2 separate regions of the Hordeum vulgare genome follow, and region 2 is linked to region 1. The links are chromatin contacts, called in public Hi-C maps. All regions are on one chromosome and are shown on one strand. Each heading gives the region's core, a stretch centred on a gene start, on an enhancer-like site or on the middle of the called end of the contact. The rest is flanking DNA. Distances are from core to core; before and after follow the strand shown.

Evidence for each region. A called contact is a pair of places that touch in the nucleus more often than the background predicts.
Region 2: a contact with region 1 is called in a Hi-C map of leaf, with 6 times the contacts expected there. The contact joins the enhancer-like site here to the promoter of LOC123404515 in region 1. A contact is called at or near these places in 2 of 6 Hi-C or Micro-C datasets (leaf and seedling) and 1 of 1 datasets of contacts at active chromatin or transcription factors (embryo).

The regions. Positions count from the first base shown.
Region 1 is chr6H:328,878,544-328,884,707 of MorexV3_pseudomolecules_assembly, reverse strand. LOC123404515 (BTB/POZ domain-containing protein At1g67900) reads right to left here and starts at 3,329. Exons shown (of 4, transcript XM_045098445.1): 1 at 3,049-3,329; 2 at 2,894-2,963; 3 at 1,446-2,666; 4 at 591-1,306. The coding sequence starts at 3,110. The coding sequence ends at 776.
Region 2 is chr6H:329,156,832-329,162,995 of MorexV3_pseudomolecules_assembly, reverse strand. No RefSeq gene overlaps it. Among protein-coding and RNA genes, the nearest start is that of LOC123402586, 140 kb to the left of the region's middle. Within about 2 kb of position 2,300, at least 3 of the 3 cell types and tissues checked have open chromatin away from gene starts, as enhancers often do. A contact at or near this core is called in leaf and seedling, where this site is marked.

The DNA of each region.
Region 1 (6,164 bases), core at 2,080-4,579:
CAAGAAGCTGAGGGTCGGCCATCATAGGCGCCTAGAAAATTAGGGCAGCCCATGCTGATCTGTTGTTGCTGGCTCAGTGGTTGCTGACCAAACATTTGGAGCTGAGGTGAGGTCTCATCATCCCATCATCATCATGCGGGGCGGGGCGCACATAGCAGACCTAACAAAGAGGATCTTTCAGGTTGAAAGGGCAGAAATTTATTATTATCTTGGGTGCATTTGATTCTCCCATGGAATTTATCATCCTTGTTCACTTTTCTTTTTAACTCTTCTAGATGCAATTCTTTGCCAAGTGGGTGGCAATTATATTATGCTCCCTCCGTTCCAAAATAACTGTCTTAAGCTTAGTATAACTTTGTACTAGAGTTAGTATAAAGTTGAGACATTTATTTTGAGACGGAGGGAGTAGTACAGAAAAAGAAGATATATAGTGCTTGGTGATGGATGGCCTCTTTTTTGGACGTACGTACTATCTAAGAGGACTCGAAACGGCTATCATCATGACCATGTTTTGTTAAACGTTACCACTCGATGGAGTTGATAATTCTCGAAAAAATCATATACTATGTATATGGAAGTAAGCTGTCCAGTTCCTATTTGATTTATTTTTATTTTAACAAAATTATGCATGATCACAGCTACACGAAGGTACACTCAGCCTCAAAACTGCAACAGATGAGGCAAGAGAAACAACCTTGGGCCTTGGGCAAGGTAGACAAGCCAACAAAAATATGAGACAGAAAAGAAGCAATTACAAAAACCTAATGGCTGGCTGCTAATGCCGGTCGGCGGTGACGCTTCTTCCCAGCGGCCACAGCTTGCTGAGCATCCGCTTCGGGTTCCCCGCCGGCATAGCGCAGAAGGCCCTGAACCGCAGCGACGCGCTGCGCGACAGCCCGGCCTTGCGCACGAACTCGTCGTCGTCTTCATCCTCCTCCTCCATCTTCATGCGCAGCGTGGCGATCTTGGACGCCGCGCGCCGGAGCCCCTCCACGCTCCAGTCGTCCCCCGGGGACGCGCCCGACGCCAGGGCGCGGAGCCGCTGCTCGTCGACCCGGTCGGCGTCGTCCTCCTCCGACCCGGACTTTGACAGCAGCGCCTTGATGTTGCTCGGCAGCTCGCCGGCGACGGGCGCGCCCGACAGCGCCGCCGCCCGCGCGTGCTCGAAGAAGAGCACCTGCACCACGACGCGGAGAGGGAGGAGCTCGTTCTGCGCCGCGTGCGAGCACGCCTTCTCCGACAGCTTCCGGCAGTTCAGCACCCGGCACAGCCGCTTTCTTGCGCTCTTGCTCATCTCCGGATGCGCCTGCAATGTACGTACACAAAGAAATTGTTTATGCGCAGAAGAGTTGAAAAACTACTAGGAGTACTCTACTTGGTACGTACTCCAACTTCCACGTAGGTCAGCGACACAAGGAATTTGAGGATTGGAAAAATGAAATCACCTTGAGGTACGAGTGGACGACTTTGTAGAGCCCGTCGTGCTCCGGCCGAGCACTGTCAGGCACGGCCTCAGCAATTGCGAGCAGCTTCTCCACGGGCAGGTGGGGATCCTTGGCCACCTCCATCAGGAACGCGTCCGCTAGCCTGCCCACCCTCGCCAACGCGTACTGCGACACCGGCGCGGCCGACGACGACCGACGCGCGCCGTCGAAACCCACGCTCTCGTCGGACCGCGACCGCCGGTGCCCGTCCGACCGTGCCGGGCTGTTGTCGTCGGGGCTCCTCGCCGGCGCGGTGGCCGCCGCGTGCCGCAGTGTGAACTCGTGGAGGATGGCCGCCACGGCGTCCACGTCGTACAGCATGTCACTCATGCAGGACACTGACGGGATGAGAAGGTCGCTAACGCTCGCCTCCTCGAGCTGCCATGCCACCCGCCTCACCAGCTCTGCCTTGGACGCGGCGGACGCGCTCAGGATGTTGGCCGCCTTGAGGAGCTTGAGGAGGAACGCGCAGGAGACGGCGTCCTTGTCCACCGGGAGAAGGCTCACGATCTTCTCCAGGAGGAGGCGATGCCTCGTGCTGATCTGCTTCACGCTGGCGCCGGCGGCGTCGTCGAACGGTTGCTCCGCGGCGAGCCCGTCCTTGGCAACGTTGGGCAGCCACCGGCGCGCGTACGTCTTGAGCGCGTCGCCGATGGTCTTCTCGTTGACGGCGCCCGTCGATTTCACGGCCACCATGATACGCCAGAACATGTCAACGCCGAGCTCTGCGATGTCGTGCGCCCACCAGGGCGACGCGGACGTGGACTTGGCGGGGATAACGGCGGCGGCAGGGTTCGCGATGAGGTCGGCGACGGCGTTCACGCAGCGGGAGGTGAGGCCGAGCTCCTCGCATAGCGGCACGTTGTGGCGTGTTGAGTGGAGCACGGCGAGCGCGTCCTTCCAGCGGCGGAGAAGGCAAGAGGCGAGGAAGGAGTCGAGCTTTGCCACGAGGTTGCCGCGGTCGGCGGCCTCGGACATGCCGAGGTGAGTGGCCGCGCAGCGGAGCGGGACGAGGTTGCGTGCGCTGACGGTGATTGTGATGCCGTAGCAGAACTTGGCGCAGACCTCGAACGCCTCGGCGCCGCCCGGGAAGCCCGCGAGCTCGATGAGGTCGCCGTCGCCGCCGCAGCCGGACTCGGCACAGAGCGCTTGCAGAAGCAGGCATTTCGAGAGCAGGGGAAACTGTGCGGATCGAATAAACAAGCGATCTTGTCAGGAATAGGATCCAATTGATAAGAAATTCATTCCACGAAAACAATTCTTGCATGACAATGCAAGCTAAGATTAGAGAAACAATCAGAGCTTGCCCGCGATCGTAACATGCGCAGAAAAACATTCATTTCTTGCCGAATCACATAGAGACAGAAAGAGATGAAAGAATCTGGTTCTTGGATTGGATGGTCCATTACCTTGTGGAGATGATAGAGGCATTTGCCCACCAGGATCTGCAGGTCAGTGGCCACCTCCGTATACACGGACCTGGAGCAGAAAGAAGCGCGGAATTAGGCACAAAACTCGGACAAGAAACCAACTGACAGAGATCGCAGGAAATCAGGATCGGCACCTCTCGGAGTCGGAGGGGGAGAAGAAGGTGTCGGGCCTATTGCCAAGTTTCATAAACTTCATGGTGGCCGAGTACTAAACAGAGGTAGGGGGGTTGTGAAACTTCGAGTGAGAGGAGGAGATTGGTTGGTTGGTTGGTTGGTTATAACCACCAGCAGGCGAGTGAGGATGAGTGCTAACTTTGTGTGAGCCGTGGCCTGGAGACATGGTGGCTCTACTTATATCATGCCCAAGTAAGTGGTTGGAGGGAAGAGAGAGAAACCTTCCTCAGATTCAGTATCCCCCTAATTCGAGGTGTCGTCGGATTTTATTTGATTTGATTTTATCAGAGGGAGGGGACAGGAATATGCAGTCCAACTATGCGCACACATACTGTTTGGTTTGCCATTCTATTTCATGATGATGCTGGTATGCGACCCTCTTAAAATTGGTGTGCCCATACTTATCACACGTGACGACATAAAGGTGTCCTTTCTCTTTTAAAAGCATCATTTGTGAAGCAACGCTATAAGACAGAGGCAGGAGGTGGAACGGCTTCGTCTTAAACTCAGCTTTGATGGAGATGTCAAGTCATGCCTGGTCGACGGGTGCTACGTTGTGTCATGCCTGTTCGGCAGGTGCTACGCACGACAGATCTTTTAGAGTCTCTGCGTCGGGGTGAGCGAGCGCAGGACGGCGACGCCGTTAGGCGTCGTGGTAACGTCGACGAATGGCCGGAATGGCAAGGATGATGCGAATCTCTCTCGTGAAGATGGGACAGCGGCTCGATGATGATGGAGGCTTCTAAAACGTGTGCATATGATGTACGCTTTAGATTTTGCAGCATCAGTTGTTAGATCGATACATTATACCATCGACAACGACACCAGTTTTAGATATGAGAAGTAAGAGCACTCCACATTATCAAGGTTGTAGGTGTGAATGGTGGCTTCGGGTGGCTTGATGTATGTTTTTGTTAAACCTTTATAGAATAATTAATAAAAATAGGATGTATGCATCGATTGATGCAGAGGCTGAGGGTTTAACATCCTTTTGTAAAAACAAAATGACGCGTGTGACATATTAGACATGCGTCTATATGTTTTATGCGACATAATCAGGAGGAAGCTGGTCGTATATGAACAAATATTATAAATGTCCACGTGTGTAGGAATTAATACTTAGTGTCACGACGTCTAACAACTACTACTCATTCCCATTTTGTGCGTGTAGCATGAAACAAATCTTCCATACGTCCTGACGCAGCTACATTAGTTACCGTCAGAATGACACTTTAGTTATCCAAGGAATGTCAACTTTAGTTAACCGAGATGAAAAATATAGTTGTAAAAACATGGCAACTTCTCTATTTTGGAAAACTATAGGTGTCACGTCTACTTAACGGTTGTCGCCGCACGTAATTAATTCATAGTTGTCATGTGTAGTAACTACTTGCTATACGTGGTCAAATAATAGTTGACATATGTGATTAACTTGTTGTCATGTATGATCCATTCAGAGTTGTCATGTGTAGTTAATCATAGTTGCCATGTATGCGCAACTATAGTTGTCATTAACAACAAATCATAGTTGTCATGTGTATTTATCTGGTTGTCATATACATGTAATAGTAGTTGCCATCTAACAACGTACTAGCATCGCGTGGACGAAAAATAGTTACCCACACGCACGTGGACTAGATATGTTAACTGTATGAGCAAAAATCATGTGTACATGTCGAATGATCGAACTCTCTAACGCCCACATATAAAAATGCCTACATGATACACAAAATTCGTAAAACCATCGTGTATGAACAAAGTGCAAACATATCATATGAGTGGACGCTATTATTTGGATAAAATAAGGATGAGGATCGGATTGGAGGTGGACATGGGCAGGATCTTGCAGGATTTTTTTCCTTTCATTAATTAAAAAAGTAAACCTTAGTAAAAAAACGTAGAATGCTACTTTCAAATATTTATTTACAAAATAAAAAACACCTTGATTTGGCTATCAAAATAAAAATCATCTAGATTTGGCTTTTAAAAACAAGGATATTTACCACAAAATTGAGACGCGCTGATTTGGCTACCAAAAAAAGACATCTCTACTCCTAAAGTCTTAGTTGATAGGCCGGTATCCATGGTTTTTTTGATTCACCTCCCACCACCTCATCCCACTCGGTTTTTTTGTCTCATCTGTCACCACCCCTCCCACTCAGGTTTTTTCGCCTCATCTCCCATCACCCCCTCCCACCCTGGTATTTTTCCGCCTCACCTCCCACTACCCCCTCCCACTCATTTTTTCCTTCCATTAATTAAAAACCTAAACCCCAGTAATAATCGAAGGACGCCACTTTTTTAACATTTACTTCCAAAAAAGCAAAACACCTTGATTTGACTATCAAAAATAAAAAATCATCTTGATTAGGATTTCAAAAACAAGGATATTTACTCCCTTAAAAGTGAGGCACGTGGATTTGGCTTCAAAAAAAAGGAATATCTATTCCTAAAGTCTCAGTAGATAGGTCGGTACCCGCAGGTTTTTTCTACCTCACCTCCCACCACCCCCTCGCACTCGGGTTTTTTCCACCTTACCTCCCCCCTACCACTCAATATGTTTTATCGCATGAATTAAAAAACCAAACCCTAGTAAAAACCATTTTTTTATATTTACTCCCAAAAAAAGAATCACCTTGATTTGGCTATCGAAAATAAAGAATGGTCTTGATTAGGCTTCAAAACAAGGGTATTTACCCCCATAAAAAGGAGGCGTGTTTGAGGGAGTCTGCGACTAAGGGGTCCTCGAACCGCCGGTCTATCTCAATGGGCCGAAGAGGTGGGCCGCTCTATGACTATTACCGAAGGGCCGAGCTATAAGACGACACTCTGTTCAGGAAGGAAACCTCCAAAGCCTTGGTGTGCGCTCCAAGTCAGGATGGTAGAATCGACATGTTTCTTACCTCATGGTAACCGACCATATGTAACCCTAGGTACTCCTGTTGTCTATATATACCGGAGGGTTTTAGTTCGTTGAGGACAGAATCATTATCCTACCAATCTAGGGTTTAGTTCATCTGATCTCGTGGTAGATCGACTTTGTAATTGTCATACACACATCAGTATAATCAAGAAG
Region 2 (6,164 bases), core at 1,051-3,550, 280 kb before region 1:
TACCAGTCGGATCCGTACTCCAAGCATCGCTTCGTCGTTCCAACCCCAATCCATTCAGGGACTAATGATGGGGTTATAGTCCTGGGGTAGGGTCATAGGCCTGCCCTATGAGTCCTACCCAAGGACTACCCTTAATAAGGGATAAGGCCCTTAGTCAGTTCCGACTGAATTAAGGACTTCCCATCATCCAGTCGGTGACGATTCCTCCATCATCCAGTCGGAGATGAGCATTCGGGGCGTATCGAACTTACCGACGGGATTCCACTCTGTGCATCGTAACCCCTCTGGAGGGCAACGGCCGTACGTTTCCATGTACCTTTATTAGCATTTAAGACGTACGTTACCTGTAACATAGGCATTTATTCGCCACTACTCCACCCCTGTACACCGAACCGTTGTGAAGGGCAGCGCACTCTATATAAGCCGCCCTTCCCCACTGGTGCAGGGGTTAGCAATTCACTGTAATCCATATTTCACTCGACAACAAGCTCCCAAGAGCACTGAGACGTAGGGCTTTTACCTCCACCGTAGAGGGGCCTGAACTCATACAACCTCGCCGTAGCTAAGGCTCTGCCCATTCTTTCGTACCCGACACATCTACTGTCAGACTTATACCCACGACATTAAGAGACCTTGATCAACGAGCTAGTCTAATAGATGTTCATTAGGGACACGGTGTTGCTTATGTCTCCACATGTGTATTTAAGTTTTTGGTCAATAGAATTCTAACATGAATAATAAATATTTATCATAAATAAGGAAATATGATAATAACCTATTTATTATGACCTTAATTTAGGGCATGTATTCAACACTGTCGCCTTTTGAAGAGTATCTCTAACACATACATTATTTGAGGATTGTGAGGGGTGTTACGAAGCCCATTTCCTCCAAATATGCTGTCATATATGTGTCCTTCAATGTACATTTTGTTTCCATTGCAGTTTTAGACCAGAAGTGTGTGCTTTTTCCCAACATATATTCCCTTTTATTATTGAAAAACACATTGAAAAAATGTACATCGTCTACCTTTTTGTGACCTTATTACTGTAGTTTATAAGTATGTAACACCATTTATTTTGCTCATTTGGCGGACAAGATTATAACCGTGTAGAGACTAGTTCCAAATTATAAGTAAGCATGTTATTAGTAGAATATGTTGTAAAGATCTCATACATGACCAACTGTCTAGACGTGCAAATTGTGTAGACCATTCCGCTAGATACTGCCTACAGAAAAAGCGGCAACTCACATCGAGCGGAGGGGCTAATTACCTAAAAATTTAGAGACTCAGGTGACATTCGAAACTCTAGTTTAAAGTGAAAGGGACATTGAGTATTCTGGAAATTGGTTTGTCCCGAGTGGGAAAACAACATGTGCAATCCACCTGGTGAAGCGAGGGCGGGTAATTCTTTATAGGTGCAACCAGGAGGGATCCTAAACGATCTGAATCTTTATATAACCGAATGATTCGCCACTAAACAAACACGGAACATATCCAAAGGAGTCCTGGTTTGATTCGAGAAACCTTTGCAAGTTGTTGCAGCATGACAGCTCTCTCGAAGGGACAATCAATCCAAATTGTTCTCAGTGATCTGCATGCATGTATCAATTTGGCAAATATTCTCATACTCCGGGATCTGTATATATACGAGAGGGATTTGCTGGGACGCAAACTGTGTCTGACATTACATAGGCATTGCCACGTTGCGGCTTTCGTCCCTGCCGCCTTGCCCACGCTTTCCTCGGCAACGAGATCATCGTACCGGTTGTATGACCAATAAACAAAGTGATTATTGTGATCGTGTCAGGTATGTGTTCCACCAAAGTTGATACGATCCGGATTACATCCGCGGCGCTAGGCTAGGCCTGCTGATCATACTCGCCGATGTGATCTGTTAATGGAGTAACTTTTGTACTACTTTTGATCCATCTACCACTACCAGGTCCAGGTGTGACCACAGACATGGAAAAGGAATCCGCTAAACACTATCAACTACTAGTACATAATACATATAATGTGAGGCAGCATAGGAAACGCCGGCGAAGAGGGCCAAGTGGCGGACGAGTCCACGAGGAAGAGTACGTCGCACACACCTCATGTCACCAAGCACATGTGATTCGTTGGAAGTGTCAAGCCTTGCATCATGCTCAACTCAAAGTCTGCGTACAACAAGTTGCCATCAAATATTTATCGATGGATCGGCCATCCGATCCCATGTCAAAGAGGTATGCTCCCACTTGTCGCTAGTAGTTCGGGCGTCGCCGTCCATGCTGCCCACAGGGGAGGCCGCCCGGCAGGCCCTGGCCCACACCCTTCCCTTTCCTTTTGAAAACAAACCATTTAAGGATTATCACAGTCCAAGTGGCTCCACCTAATCTCTTCCTGCTACTACCGAATGCAAATAGCGGTGCTCCAACCACATTTTCCAAGAATTTCTTGAACATGCTAGGAATTGCTAGCAACAATAATAAATTAGAGCATGGTTAATAGTATAGTTATATGATATTGTCGTATCATATATAGTTAGTAATTATAGTTATTCATATAATAAGGTTAGCTATAAGGTTAGAAGAGTACTCCCTCCGTCCCAAAATAAGAGCTTTAAACTTAACACAACTTTGTAATAGAGCTAGTATAAAGTTGAGACAGTTATTTTGGAATGGAGGGAGTATTATTTTTTTACCTTTTCTCCATCTTTTTCTTCACATTTATTGCATGCGTCTAGTAATACGCATATAACCAGGCTTGCATGATAGCCCACTCTCATTATTTTTCTATGTCTCTCATTTTCACATAGGAAAAACAGTTATGTAAGCGTGTTATAAACTCATTATTATATTTGCTCTAATCGAGACCACTATTGCACACACATGCAAGTACGCAAGCTCAGTAGGGGCGGAGCTAGGGCTGGGCCAAACCAGGCCATGGCCCACCCAGCCCAACAATAATTCATTGAAAATTTGTACTGAATTTGAGCCCTAAAAGCGAAATTTCAATGATATTTTCTAACCAGTCCTCTTTTGGCCAGCCCAAAAAATTGGATGAAGCTTCGCCACTCAAGCTTGGCATCTGATTTCTAAAGTCGCCATGCTCACGTGGTAGTTGGAGCATAAATAGCCCGGGCACCCTAAACCCGTCTCAAACCCCCGGGTGGATGGTCCGGTCAGTCATCGGTCAAAAAAACCCGACCCACACTGACTCCTCAAATGGGCACAAGCGTCTGACCTAACCTGCAACCTTCATATCTAGCCCAAATATGGGATGGATATGAGGAGGCCCATGCGTGACCGGGCACATACATCACGTTGGACTGAAGGTCAGGTCCCACACGGAATGGCTCAGAAACCCAACAATTCAATGGGATTCTCCTCCGTTGCCTGGTGGCCCCTGCGGTCCACATAGTGCCCTTCTCTAGCTATTTAGGCCGACTGCCGTCATCGAAAGCGTGTCCATCCGCATTTCCGCCCTCTCGTCTACCACCATCGCCAATTTCCGCTCGTCTTCCACCACTTTCCGTTAGTAACCATGCCCCCACGCCGCCAGATAACGTATCTAACGCCGGAGCACCCGTAGTAGCTCCTTGAGCAGATCCTGGCAAGGCAAGAAGCCCGGAACATGCGGATCTACCTCCGGATCCACCGCATCCAGAGAAAGACTTGGAGGCGGCGAAAGAGGAGGAGGTAGGGGAGGAGGAGGATGTGGGGGATGCGGGGGCTGCAGATCTACATGATCCTCAATTCCATCTGGTCGGAATCGATGGCAAAGGCCTTGCATCGTCGTATGCAGGAGACGGAGGTTGAGGACGCCCCGTACATCGACGAAATGCTCGCACATATGAATGAGGAGGAGAAGCCGGAGCCCTCCGACGGGTCCAACTACCAAGCACCTGGCTCGTACGTTGTGGACATGTTCGATGATGCCGAAGTGAAATTTAGATTAGCATGTAGGTTTCATGTTTGCATGATTTGTATGAATATAGGGGATGCGTGGGATCCGAACTATGTCTAGAGGGGGTGATTAGACTACTTGACCAAATAAAAACTTAGTCTTTTCCCAATTTAAGTTGTGGGCCATTTTTAGCAATAATGACTAGTCAAGTTCACCCTACATATGCATATCTGAGAGTATAGCAACGGAATGTAAATACATCCAAATATAATGTAGAGGGTAGGGAAGGAAGATCAAATCAAAGGTTGACACGACAATTTTTGGCGTGGTTCTGATAGGTGGTGCTATCGTACATCCATATTAGTGGAGACTTCAACCCACGAAGGGTAGCGACTGTGAGAGTCCATGGAGGGCTTCACCCACAAGGGGTCCACTAAGAAGAGGCCTTGTATATTCCACCATGGCTTACGTCCATACAGGACTAGCCTCACGCACGGTAGATCTTCATGAAGTAGGTGATCACCTTGCCCTTACAAACTTCTTGGTTCAACTCCACAACACGAAGTAGGAGGCTCCCAAGGGACACCTTACCAATCTAGGACGCACTAATGACGAGATGATGTATATACTTCTCGCTCCTCGTTGGTTACCCCAAGTGGAAGGTTGAGATGTAGTCAGCATAAAGTTTTCCCTTACACGGAGACTGTAAGGTTTATCGAACCAGGAGGACTCCTAGGATCAACAAGTAGGTAACTTTGCTCCCAACGAGTAGAGAGAGTTTGTCAATCTCTCCGACCTTGTAGTTTGCAAAGGATCAAAACACAAGCGGGAAAGGTGATAGTGATTACAACGGAAAAATAAATGAAATTAGTAAATGATGGAGGTGTAAGCAATGATGGTGATATGGACCGGAGTCACATGATGTTCACTAGTGATGTCTCTCTCCCAAAAGACGTTAAACAACTATGCTTGGGTAAACAAATTCCAGTTGGGCAATTGATAGAATTATGAACTCACCCCAATGCTAATTGTGCTACTTGATAGTTAGAGGTTCAATGGTAATGGGCAGTACGCCAAGAAAAGTAGACCGTTTATTCATCAACATGTACTTACTAATCATCCACCTTGAGATATCTATCCAGAACATCTCGCTGGTATTAAGTTGCGAGCCCCACCCGAAGTGTAAACTCAAAGCAACGGACAACTGCATTAACGAACTATGCGGAAGGTAAACAATCCTTGCAACCGTGGTCAAAAGCACCTTGTTTTCTCCCTGGTGGCAACAATACATCCCCTAGTCTCATGTTTCTGTCACTCAAGCTATACATCGAGGGGCATGAACCCACAGTCATGCATAATGCCCCCTCTTGGAGTTACAATCTACTACTCGGCCAAAGAAATAAATAGCAACGGAGAACATGCATGAATCACTAAGGAACATAATATAAAAAGATAATCAAATATATAACTCATAACTATCTGAACATAATCTCATAATCCATCGGATCCCAACAAACTGAGCATAGCAATAGCAAGAGAATTACATAGATGCCTTGATCATGTAGGGCAGCTCACAAGGACTAATCATGGAAGCACGAGATTGGAGAGAATAAATCACATAGCTACTGGTCATGGACTCATGGTCCAAGGAGGACTACTCACGACACGTTCGAGAAGCGTCCATGGCGGTGGAGAAGCTCCCGGAGGTCAATCCTCCCTCCGACAGGGTGCCGGGAAAAGGTCTCCTAACGCTCCTGATCTCGAAAGCGTTGCGACGGTGGAACAATGGAGAAATTCATGATTCTGGATCTTCTTGAAGGGTTTCCCAGCAGAGGTGTCAATATAGGCCAAAGGATGGCACCAGACGGCGTGGGACCCACCCAGGCGGCCTCCCGCCGCGGCCTAGGGGTGGGCCGCGCCCACAGGTCGCCTGGGCGGCCCTTGGCTCCCCTCTGGCCCATCTTCGAGGATCGAGAAGCTTCCGTTACGCTGATTTTTTATATATTTTTCTCGGGATTTTTCGGGCTTCGGAAAATTGGGTAAAAGCCCCTACAAAATAGACATCAGTAGACAGAAAGTGGCACTGGGTGCACTGAGTTAGTAGGTTAGTACGAATATGATATAAAAGTGTAGCAAAACATATAACAATGTCACCCAAAAGATCATGGAACAAGCAGAAATTATAGATACGTTTTGGACGTATGAACGTCCTCAAGCTTAATTTCTGCTCGTCCTCGAGTAGATAAATGATAACACAATAATTTATGTGGTG